Linked DNA regions of Mus musculus: region 2 is linked to region 1. Evidence: chromatin contacts called from public HiChIP or PLAC-seq data. All regions are on one chromosome and are shown on one strand. Each heading gives the region's core, a stretch centred on a gene start, on an enhancer-like site or on the middle of the called end of the contact. The rest is flanking DNA. Distances are from core to core; before and after follow the strand shown.

The links. HiChIP or PLAC-seq counts read pairs in DNA pulled down with a chosen protein or histone mark.
Region 2: an H3K4me3 HiChIP or PLAC-seq map of bone marrow-derived macrophages shows a contact between it and region 1, with 4 times the contacts expected there. The contact joins the promoter of AV039307 here to the promoter of Mga in region 1. A contact is called at or near these places in 4 of 39 promoter capture datasets (the C10 cell line, cranial neural crest, liver and 1 more), 1 of 115 datasets of contacts at active chromatin or transcription factors (bone marrow-derived macrophages) and 2 of 9 other capture datasets (liver and macrophages).

What each region holds. Positions count from the first base shown.
Region 1 is chr2:119,894,312-119,899,728 of GRCm38.p6, reverse strand. It overlaps Mga (MAX gene associated), which reads right to left and starts at 2,501. Exons shown (of 24, transcript NM_013720.2): 1 at 2,383-2,501.
Region 2 is chr2:120,848,655-120,854,071 of GRCm38.p6, reverse strand. It overlaps AV039307 (expressed sequence AV039307), which reads right to left and starts at 3,416. Exons shown (of 4, transcript NR_038350.1): 1 at 3,307-3,416. Ttbk2 (tau tubulin kinase 2) reads left to right here and starts at 3,654. Exons shown (of 16, transcript NM_001024856.2): 1 at 3,654-4,016.

The DNA of each region.
Region 1 (5,417 bases), core at 1,252-3,751:
TTTCACACATACAAAGACTACTCTTAAACTCTAAGATAACCTTAATGTCCACTGCTAAAATCAAATGTACTTTAGAAGTGCTAGGCTACTCCAAGAAAGAAAAAAGAAATCCATTCTGGCAATATTCTAAAGTACTCTGTATTTTGCTCTCTTAACGTTTTAATAAAGAACACAGGCTGGTGGTGCAAACCTTTAATCCCAGCACTGGGGAGGCTGAGGCAGGAGAATCTCATAGGCCAGGCTAGTTTTTGGTTCAGCCTTTCCTCATCAAGCATTTACCTAGATTAAAGTACGGGTTGGAAAGGGCCTTAAACTAAGTTGTAAAGAGAGAAATTCCTGGGCTAGAGAGATAGTTCAATGGTTGTTAAGAGTACTGATTGCTCTTCCAGAGGTCCTGAGTTTAATTCGCAGCAACCGCATGGTGGCTCACAACCATCTGTAATGGGATCTGATGCTTTCTTCAGATCTGATGTGTCTGAAGACAGTGACAATGTACTCGTATAAATTAATCTAAAAAAAAGAGAAATTCTCAGTCCCCCCACTACACATATTCACACTCTCTAACAGACGTCATTTAAAACAATGTAGCAAGATGCATTAATTGTAACTTTGGGAAATTTTTATTATAATGGTCACCCTGATACAACCCATAAAACACACTATGTAGCAACCCAATTAAATGATTTACATACTCAACTACACCAAGTCAAAATTCGAAATCAATATATTACTTTTAAAACACAAATTTCAAATGATGGTCAACACATTCTAAATGTTGCCCATGCTAACCATGTCCTTTTAAACGATAAATGTACTACTATACAGGAGGCTCACTATGGTGTTTGTCTTTTGATTAAATTAAATCGCATTTTGAAACTCAAATTTTTTACATATCTCCATTTGTAGGTATTAATCTGAAACAATTCAAGTTAACAAGCTTTTAGTTGCCTATGGGTTACTAAGTAGAACCTGAAAAACTAACCTTTACTGCAGAAATGGACAGCAAATTTGAAATAAATATGCCAATGCACCCAGGGAATGAAATTTCAGGTCTTTCACTTGTGTTGCAGTTAAGTGGACACAACTTACTACCTATGTATAAAAAAATAAAACAGCCTCCAGTTACTCGCTTTTCAGCTAGCCACAAACATGAAAAAAATGTCGCAAAGAAAACTCTTCCAGGGTAGAGTCCCAAGGATCACGTGCAGCCAGGCGGAACCCTGTGTTCCTAAGGCTGTTCAGCCGCTTTCGGTTACCTTGGAGACTACACAACTAGTCACCCCGCCAGCCCATTTCCCAGCAGTCCTCTCGCTACTCTCCTGCACCTTAACTGCAGCAGCGTCGTGCGCAAAAAGCCAGCAAGACAGGCAGAGTTGACCAAGCACTTGGACACGCAAGCTTGGCAAGCTCAACAACACCCACAGACTGAGCATAAGTGAGCCCTAACTTCTCAAGATCCACGTGTCGGCTTCGGCGACGCGAACAAGAGTGGGTCTCCCTCAGACGGAGATTTTTCCCGTTCTACTAATCAAGCCACTCTTCAGGCACTCTTCACCCATGCCTGCTACCATCCTTTTGCCAGAGAAAAAGAGACATTCTTGGGGAACGAAAGAGAAGGCTAATGCCCTTGCGCACCTTACACTCGACTCAAAGACGTACTTGAAAATTCAACAGAAACGGGAAGTCCTATGGACAGAAAACCAGTCAGGTTACCCCAGAAAGAGAAAAAGGAACCACCACCTGTTCCCTACCTGTTTTCTCCGCCTTCGAATTAGCACTTACAAATCACAGCTCCTTTGTTTACAAAGTTCTCACTCTCATTCAACTCACTCATCGCCCCCTCATTAAATTCGGGGCCTTGCCTCAATTTGACCCGAAATTACACGCTAGGAAATGTTTGAATAGGTGTCAAAACACTGCATCCAGTTCCTTGGAGAAACAGACATTGGTTGTTTCCCTCGGAGAGTTGAAACTCAGAGAGCTGAACTCTTAAAACCTGTGCTTATTCCATCGATAACCAGGCTAGAAATCGTCACGCGGAACGTGCCATGCTGTTCAACACCCCACGCACGCGAGGGCAGGGCCGTGCCGTAGGCACTTCTCACCCCGCCCGCCTCGTGGTCTCGGTCTCCGGCGTCGATGTTCCTAGTTAGTTCTCCGAGCGACACGGAAGTGAGGTCGGGGAGGCGTGCGAGATGACATGCGCAACTCGCTCAAGGGACCAAAGGCTGCACAGCGTAAGGCCCAGCCAGGCCCAGGCGTGCGAAGCTCTCTCTGCGGAACGCTGGGCAAGCCGTTCAAATACACAAGTGGTTTAAACTCAAAAAAACTCCAATCGGGCCACTATTGAAGCGACGCCCTCCACCCAGGCCCGAGAGTTACCGTGCGGGGCGTGGCCGGCCTCACCCCGAGTCCTTCACATCCCTCTAGGGGAGGGTTATTCTGAAGGGTTCGCACACCGTGTGTCCGCTTCAGCTGAAGAGCCTGCGCACGCACCGGATGTCCACGTCACTGCGCACGCGCTCCTACCAGCTTGGAGCCGACCGCGCAGGCGCATAGGGAGGCGCGAGCAGCACCTCTTTGCCCCTCCCCCAACATCAGGAGGCCAAACAGCCCGGAGCAGCGTCAGGACCCTTGGGTTCCGCCCACGGAGCCGAAGCCGTAGCCTTTTCGCATTTTAGTAATCCAGAAAGAACTTATGAAGCTTCCAGAATCAGGAAAGGAGAGACAGGAGAGAGGTACACAATACGCTCAATCCTGTATTCGAAGCCTTCGTGAAAATTCTGAAACCACTGCCCTCCAGGCCTTTCCCAACAAGACTCTTCAGCCTTTCCCAGAGACTTCTCACCGGCCCCGCCCCTGCCGTACCCAGCCCCACCCACATGAAGCTTCATAGACCTCCTGGCTTCGCAAATCCTTCAAAAAAAAAAAAAAAAAAAAAAAAAAAACGGAGGACCTCCTGTACAAAGTGCTATGGGGTTGGAAAGTACCAGAACACTGGAAAAGCTTGAAGCAAACACCACGAAAGAAGAGTAAGCAATTTTCCAATATTCGCCAACAAAGAACACTAGGAAAATTCGAGAAAGCCTTGTTGAGCGCAGAGAATGGAAGTTTATGCCTATATTCTCAACACTGAGGCTGAAGCAGGATTGCTGCGAGTTCGAGGCTAACCTGAATTCTATAGTGAGTTCACGTTCCAGAGTAGGCTAGGCTGCCAAGACACCGTGCTGGAATGAAAAGCAAAGCAAAGAAAGGTTCTATAAAGGAAAAAGAGCTGCCACTAAATTGCCTGATACCAAGATGAAAGATGTCTTAAAAAGAAATGGTCAAGAATATTTTTGTTGTTGTTGTTGCTTCTTCAAGACAATGAAGCTTAAAAATGTAAAGAAAACATTAACCAACAATGTATATTTTTGTTGTTGTTGTTGCTTCTTCAAGACAATGAAGCTTAAAAATGTAAAGAAAACATTAACCAACAAGTATGTCAGACAATTGCCAAACTAAGTCAGAGAGCAATAATTCTCAACCAAACATCAAAAATTTTAGGTTTTTTTCTCTACCATTTACTACTTTCATGCTGCTAACCTACCAGTAAATGTTTAAAGTGAAAAGGAGTAATTACGAAATAATTAAGTAGAAAACATAAAATGCAGTCCATATTCCCAAACTTTTCACTCTCAAGAGATAATAGAAAAACTTATTTTGTGCTAAGTGACAATACAAACACTTTGAAGGAAACCAAGAATGTAAGGATGGAGCCAAGAGGAAGGACAAGGATAGCCAACAGGGTTGATCTGACTTGCTTCGTTTCACTTAGCTATTTATTCCTGAGGAGATACGCAACACATAGGCAGAAACTGAACTAAAGTTTACAGACTTCTGAAATCCATGATTCAGGAAAACCATTCAAGATCTTAGAAGACTGAAAACCATTTCTTTAACACGTTCCTCTTCTCTGACTCAAGAACCTTTCCTACTAAACCAAGATGCCTTCTCGAGGGTTATAATGGTTTCTCAAAAAAATCTCATTTTTCTGAGACTAAAATTTGAGTTTATTTACTAGTAAAATGTCTGCCCCTAAGGTATGAATGACTCGGTAGCATCTCAAAAAAAGACAACCCAAATAGCATCTCTAATTGGAAAAATCTACGAGAACAACTTGCATGGGAAAGTACAACAGAAATGCTCTTTGGTGCTCTTTCCCTGCTCCAAGCAAACATGAAATACCAGATTTCAATTTTCAACAATTACTGATTTTCATTACTGAGTAGCTAGTTTCCTGAGCATATTGTCAATCACTTTCCCAAAATCCTAAGAATGTCTGCCCTCACATTCAGGGCTTTCTCATTGTTTTCTCTGAAGACCTCTTCTCACAATTTCTAGAGCTTCTTGCAGACCTCCATTGCTGACTCAAAAGGCATGACTTTCTTACAACTCCATCTCCCTACAGGTGACAAGATTTACAGCTTGCTCACCCTACTGCTTTTCTCTCAACTACTGAAATGGTCCTCCAGATTAATTTGTTTTAGGTAACAACAAATTTCTAAGATGCAGCATTAGATCCCTTAATAGGTACAATACCCATAAGTTTTCAAAGTGGAGTCTAGTTAGCCTATAAAAAGTAAGAGTCTGAGAGTTCTTTGAGCATTTGTGTTTTTATATTCTAATCTACAATTAATAATATAGCTATACTTATTTCAGTGATTCAGTTTAGATTTACCAAGTAACCATTTTTGCTTATAGTAGGGTTTCATGTATCCCTTGCTGGCTTCAAAATCACATAGTCAAAGATGACTGAACTTCTGATCCTCCTGGCTCCACCTCTGGGTACAAATAAATAGATGGCACTGCTAAAGTTGGTTTTATGCATGCTAGGCAAGCACCCTATCAATTGTACTATATCCCCAGGGACCAAGTGACTGGGATTTGTTTTGTGTTTTTAAAATTGCTTTTTCAAGTTACATTGAAACACAATAGTTACATTCTACTTTCAATGTAGTGTTCCTCAAATTGTACTTAGTTGTATTCTATTTTCATTGGCCAGATGCCATGGTACATACCTTTAATCCTGCACTATGAGACAGAGGCAAGTGGATCTCTGTTAGTTTGAAGCCAACCTGGTTTGCATATTGACAACCAGAGCTACATAGACAGACCTTGTCCCCCCGGCCTCCCCCCCCAAAAACACACAAAGGGAGAAGAGGGGAAAACCATCCTTAGCCAGAAATGATGGTACATGCCTAATATCAAGCATTTAGGAAAATCCTAAAAACTCCCAAACAAGCCAAAGCTATAAAGTAAGTTCGAGGTCAGCATGAACTACCTGTCTCCAAAAAAAAAAAAAAAGGAAGGAGAGATAGAGCTCAGAGGCAGAGTAATTGCAAAAGTACATGCACAAAACCCCGGATTCAATCTCC
Region 2 (5,417 bases), core at 2,167-4,666, 950 kb before region 1:
AATGATGAAGTTTTGAAATTATTAAAAAATAAAACCAGGACACAAAACAGGGTAGTTCATACAATTGGTGTGAGGAGGTTTCTGTTAAAAACTGAACCGGGGCACTCTCAGAGAATCTCGGGCCTCTGCTGCTCACACACAGTCTTGTTTAGTGATTCCTGTTATAGTGTGTCTAACTGAGCTACAAACTTCCAAAGCAGTAGTTGCTACAATGCATTCTATTTGCTAAATACATAGCAGAACTCTGAAGTTTATTTGTATTTGTTTTTCTAGTGCCTAGCAAAGTAGTCCACCCTATGAAAATTTGTTTATAGAGATTCTGTCAATTGAGTAATGTTTAAATAGAAACTAGTTTGATGGAGAATATAAAGGCAAGGCTGTTTGGTGGTTTGCAGAAGCACTGTAAATCCCACGATTGGATTTCATGGTTTGAAGCTCTGTGTACTCAGTTTGAAAGCAGCCTGACAGCTATAAGGAAATTAATACACAGTTATTAGTGTACAGTTCTGGGGTCTGAGAGGTTTTGTTTTTGCTTTTTTGACCCCAGGAATTGGACTTAAAACATTGTTCATGATGAACCTGTGCTCTACCAGTGAGCTACACTCTTGGCCACCTGAGACTTTGGCTTTTCTGGTGCAACTTAGCTAATTCTCTTGTGCTGACAAAACACCTGGTTGGGAGGGGGGGCGGAGTTGGGGGAGGAAGCAGCTTAAGGAAGAGTTTATTTTGGTTCATAGTTCAAAGGTACAGAGTCAGTATGGGGCGGGGGAAGCTGTGGAGTGTGAGATGTCTGGTCCTCTTGGTGGTTAACTTCCTTTCTTGCTTTTCTGCTCACACAGCCAGCATTTGCACCCAGATCGGGGGATGTTAGGTGCTTTGCCTTTCTCATGTCAACTGCACACATTCACTCAGGGTTCCTCTGCACCCTATAATGCCACCTGGACTAGGGTGTGTCTTCCCCCTCTCCACTAACAAAATCTAGATAATCCCTCATAGACACATGGAAGAGAGCAAAGAGCTTGTCTCTTTGGTGATTCTAGCTAGAACCCTGTCAAGTTGACAAAGGATATTAGCCATCACAGGTGCAGAGAGGGGCACTCAACACTTCCTTCACATCCCAGGAGAATTTTTAAAGACAAGGAAGGAAAGCCCTGTCAGCCATCTTCTTTCTTTGATCTTCATGCTGATTCATACTGTGGTGTTGGGGCTGGGGATGTGATTCAGGAGCATTGTGCTTACCCTGCTAGGGTACAATAAACAAAACATTGTCATGTTGCCCTGGTAACCTCGTGCTGCAAATGACCCACATAGGTAATTTCCTGTTGAGATGGGGGTGGGGGAGACATATTACAAAGTGGCACCTAAATGTGGGTAGATTAGCACACACATGGAAGAACAGGAAAAGGAGAGGGTTATTCAGTGTATTGTTTATTTCATGCTGGAGCAAAGGGGAAAATAACTATTGTAAAGTGAATTATGTCTTATATGAAGTCTACCTGGTATAAAACTGAATCTTACTGACTACTTTGTAAGATTTTTCTTAAGTCTGAGTTTTGTTCCTTCATGTATCCAGAGTATCCGCACACCTGAGTCAGTCTTCTATTTCACCTTTATTTCCCCAAATCTCTTTTCTTTTCTTTTTTTATTTTAAAGCAGGGTTTCTCTGTGTAGCCCTGGTTGTCCTGGAACTCTCTCTGTAGACCAGGGTGACCTCAAACTCACAGAGAAACGCCTGCCTCTGTCTCCTGAGTGCTGGGACTAAAGGTGTGCACCATCACTGCCTATTTTCCCAAATCTTTCTGTATTAGTAGTTATCGCCACACAATCAACCAGTGTTGAAGATAATAGTAAACATTTATTTTTGATACTGCAGATTAAACCTTAAACATTTATTGTATCATATTTTTGTGGGGCTGAATGTGGGGAATGGCTTAGCTAGCTGATTCCGGCTTGGCTTATTTTACAAGGTGATTGTCAAGATGCCAGCTGGAAGCTGTAATTGCAGCATGCCCAAGACTGAGGCAGGAAGATCAAAAAACTGAGGCTATTCAGGGCTTCATGGGGGCTACAGCCTATCTTTAAAAGAAAACAATGAAGATTCCACAATGAAACCCATTTGTATCTTAACCTAATTTTTAAATTCTACCTGTTTTTGTAGCACATGTCTGTATTGAATAATGGGGGAAAAAAGCATTTTCCAACTTTCATCAATAGAAACAAAACAATCTGGCAACGCCTTCATGTTTGAATAGAACAAGATGACCTCACCATCAGTTGTCTTTTGTTTTGGTTTCTGTCCAAGAGTCTGCACATGACAGGCAGTAAGGATGTCTCCTGCTTGTAAAGGAATATAAAGAGGATGGTAGTTCCTTAACAGTAAGAACACTTTTGTCACCTAAGAAAATATTTGAAAGTAAAAGTGAACCTTTGAGCCGGGTGTGGTGGCGCACGCCTTTAATCCCAGCACTCGGGAAGCAGAGGCAGGCAGATTTCTGAGTTCGAGGCCAGCCTGGTCTACAGAGTGAGTTCCAGGACAGCCAGGGATATACAGAGAAACCTTGTCTCGAAAAACAAAAACAAAAACAAAAACAAAAACAAAAAGTGAACCTTTACAATTCATACCATTGCATCCTCTCTGTTCCTGGCAAACTCGTGGCAGTCATTGCAATTGTTAAGGAAAAAAGAACGTTGGGCATACAATATGGAATAGGTCCGCAGTTTGGTTTTGACATCAGTTTTGTGATCTTGGTAAAGTTTATTCTTAATTTTTAATGTCTATATAATGGATAGTAAAGAAAGAAGAGGGACTTACTCTTAGGTTTTGTTTTGTTTTTTTTCACCAAAGAGCTTGGCACATTCAACATGAAATACGTCTCCCATACAGCCTCGGTGTCCCACCCTTCATAGTTAGTCTTTGTGTGTCTTGAGCCACTCCTGCAAACTCCAAGCTTAGAGTCCCAGACTGGTCCACATGAAAGTTGTTCATTGTCTTTATCAAAAAGCCAATGAAATCTTTTTTCGTGGGTTGTGAATGGGCACTCCCTCGCCAGGCTGACATCTTTGTAACTCCTTTCTTTTCTCCCAATACCTTCGGGTTTCCCGGCCCTAGTTAGCAGCTTAGGTTAGGGGACAGCGCCCATTTCCCAGATCCTGGCAGCTCTAGGTCTGAGCAGGCGAGTAGACCTTAAGCAATGACCCGGCCTCACGATTCTCGACGCGACCGCCTCAGTGACAAAGCATTACCAATTTTCTTCCAAAGGGCCCAACTCTGTGGCCATAAGCACGCTGAGCTAGGAGAACACCTACTGAAGTCGGCTCTCAGAAGCACTGCGCCTTACATCTCTCCTCAGGACAGGCCGGCCGTTGCAGCGGAGGCTGGAACTACGAGTCCCAGAATTCCCAAGCACACGCGCACTGTCATTGTGATGCTCCTTTCCCGGTAACTCGCCCTCTCAGGCAAACCTGAAGATAGCGGCAATTCTCCGGTGGGGGGCGGAGACACTCTCGGCCCAATTCTCCGCCCCCTTCCTGATAGGCAATGGGACTAGCCAACCGACGCCACAGGCTGGGAACGTGCTCTCCAATCAGCACCCGCGGCGGAGAGGTGGGCGGTGCGCGCTGGCAGGGCGGGTGGGCTAGGCTGTGCGGCTTGCGGGGGGGAGAGTAACGTCGGGCCGGGTCAGCGGGCGCTGCAGTAGTCGCCGCAGCGGCGATGGGAGCGGTAGGGACGAGGAGGCGGCGGCGGCAGGAGGAGGAGGAGGAGCAGGGGCTGGCACGAGAGCAGCGGCCCGGGACAATCCGCAGCAATACCCGCAGCCGCTGCCGCCGCCTTTAGACGCGGACGGCATCCGAAGGGACCGCCGGCCGTCTAAGCCGCGCTCCGGTCCCGCCGCAGTGGGCGGCGGGGGATGGGCAGGCGGTGGCGGGCCCGCCTGCTGAGCGGTGACTCCTGCCGGTGCGGACCCTGAGCTAGACCCTCGTCCTCCGTCAGAGATCCTGCGTCCGCCGCGGCCCAGGTAGGACACACCCCCGAGCCCCAGGGCGTCTCCAAGAAGCTTCCCTGCGCCCGCCTCATCCCTCGTTCAGCTCAACCGAGGCGTGGAGGGGAGACTGCCCGAGACCCCTGGGTTTCTTATGCCCACGCCCTGAGGCGACGCCAGACCCAAATTGATCCTCATCCCACAGATCTTTCTGGTTCTGCCCCATTTCCCCGGAGGCTTTGGGTGCCTTCCCTGAACTTGGAGGTTCATGAAGCTGCTTCGTCTGTTTCTGTGGGTGACCCATATATCACTTGTACTCATGACTCTTCTGGCTACCAGGACCGAGCAGAGAGGAGTCTTTTGAAATTATGAGCGTTTCATTCTATCTTGCTTTTCCCACTGTAATGGAAGAGTGACGGGACTACCGAATCTCATTTGTGTGGTAACAAGGAAGGCCGGGACTTTGTAGTATTGAAGTAATGACCAGAGGGATTTGCTTTGACAAAGATGATGCTGTTGATACGCGGGGATGCCAAAAGAGGGACAAAAGAGCCTACATATACGCACTGTCGAGTCAGAGAAGTAAATAATCATGGGGATGCTAGGATACCTGATCCTTAAATGAAGTTCATTTTGTTTCAGTTGTGGCGCTGCCTTAGAGGTAAAAATGACATTGAGTTGTACTTTGCTTTGGATTAAAGTTGATAGGCTTCTCTCCCCTAGCTTTGGAAGCTGTCCTTTAACATTTAAAGAAGACAATTCTATTTTAACCTGTATATGATGGGAAGATGTTATTTAGTAGAATTGAATGTGTGTGAGAGAGTGTATTGTGAATGGACTCAAACTCTCAAATACAAGGAGGATTCAGGCTGTGTTTTGTTTCAGTGTTTGGTTTTGAGCCATTAATAGTTGCAGTGACATTAAACATGGACTTGCCAGGATAGACTGCAAAGATGTATCTGTTTTCTTTCAGCAAAGTGGACTAGAATAACATTCATTTAAGGAGTAAAAAAAATGAGGATTTTTTAAAAAGTATTGAGTGGGTTGAATACTTTTTACTTTTTATGTTGCGATTTTAAAGAAGCTGCAATGGTGACAGATATAACAGTATGCCATCTTGGAGAATCTATCCTGATGAGGATTATGATCTATTAAAAATTAAAGCATAATGAAAGAACTCTTTAACGCAGAAGCTTATATTTCCTGTATGATGAATTTTTATAGACACCAGAAAGGATGTTTGAAGCATGACTACAAAGGAAGGTTTCTCTAATAGTTTAACTTTATAATGGAGTGTTAGAAACTGATTTTCCTCTTTCAGTTTTGGACACATAAGAGACATTAAGGCTCATACATAACTTCATTTTATTTATAATTTCAAACTGAAACAATTTAATTATGAATAGAAAGCTGACTTAGAGATTGTATCTTGTTCAT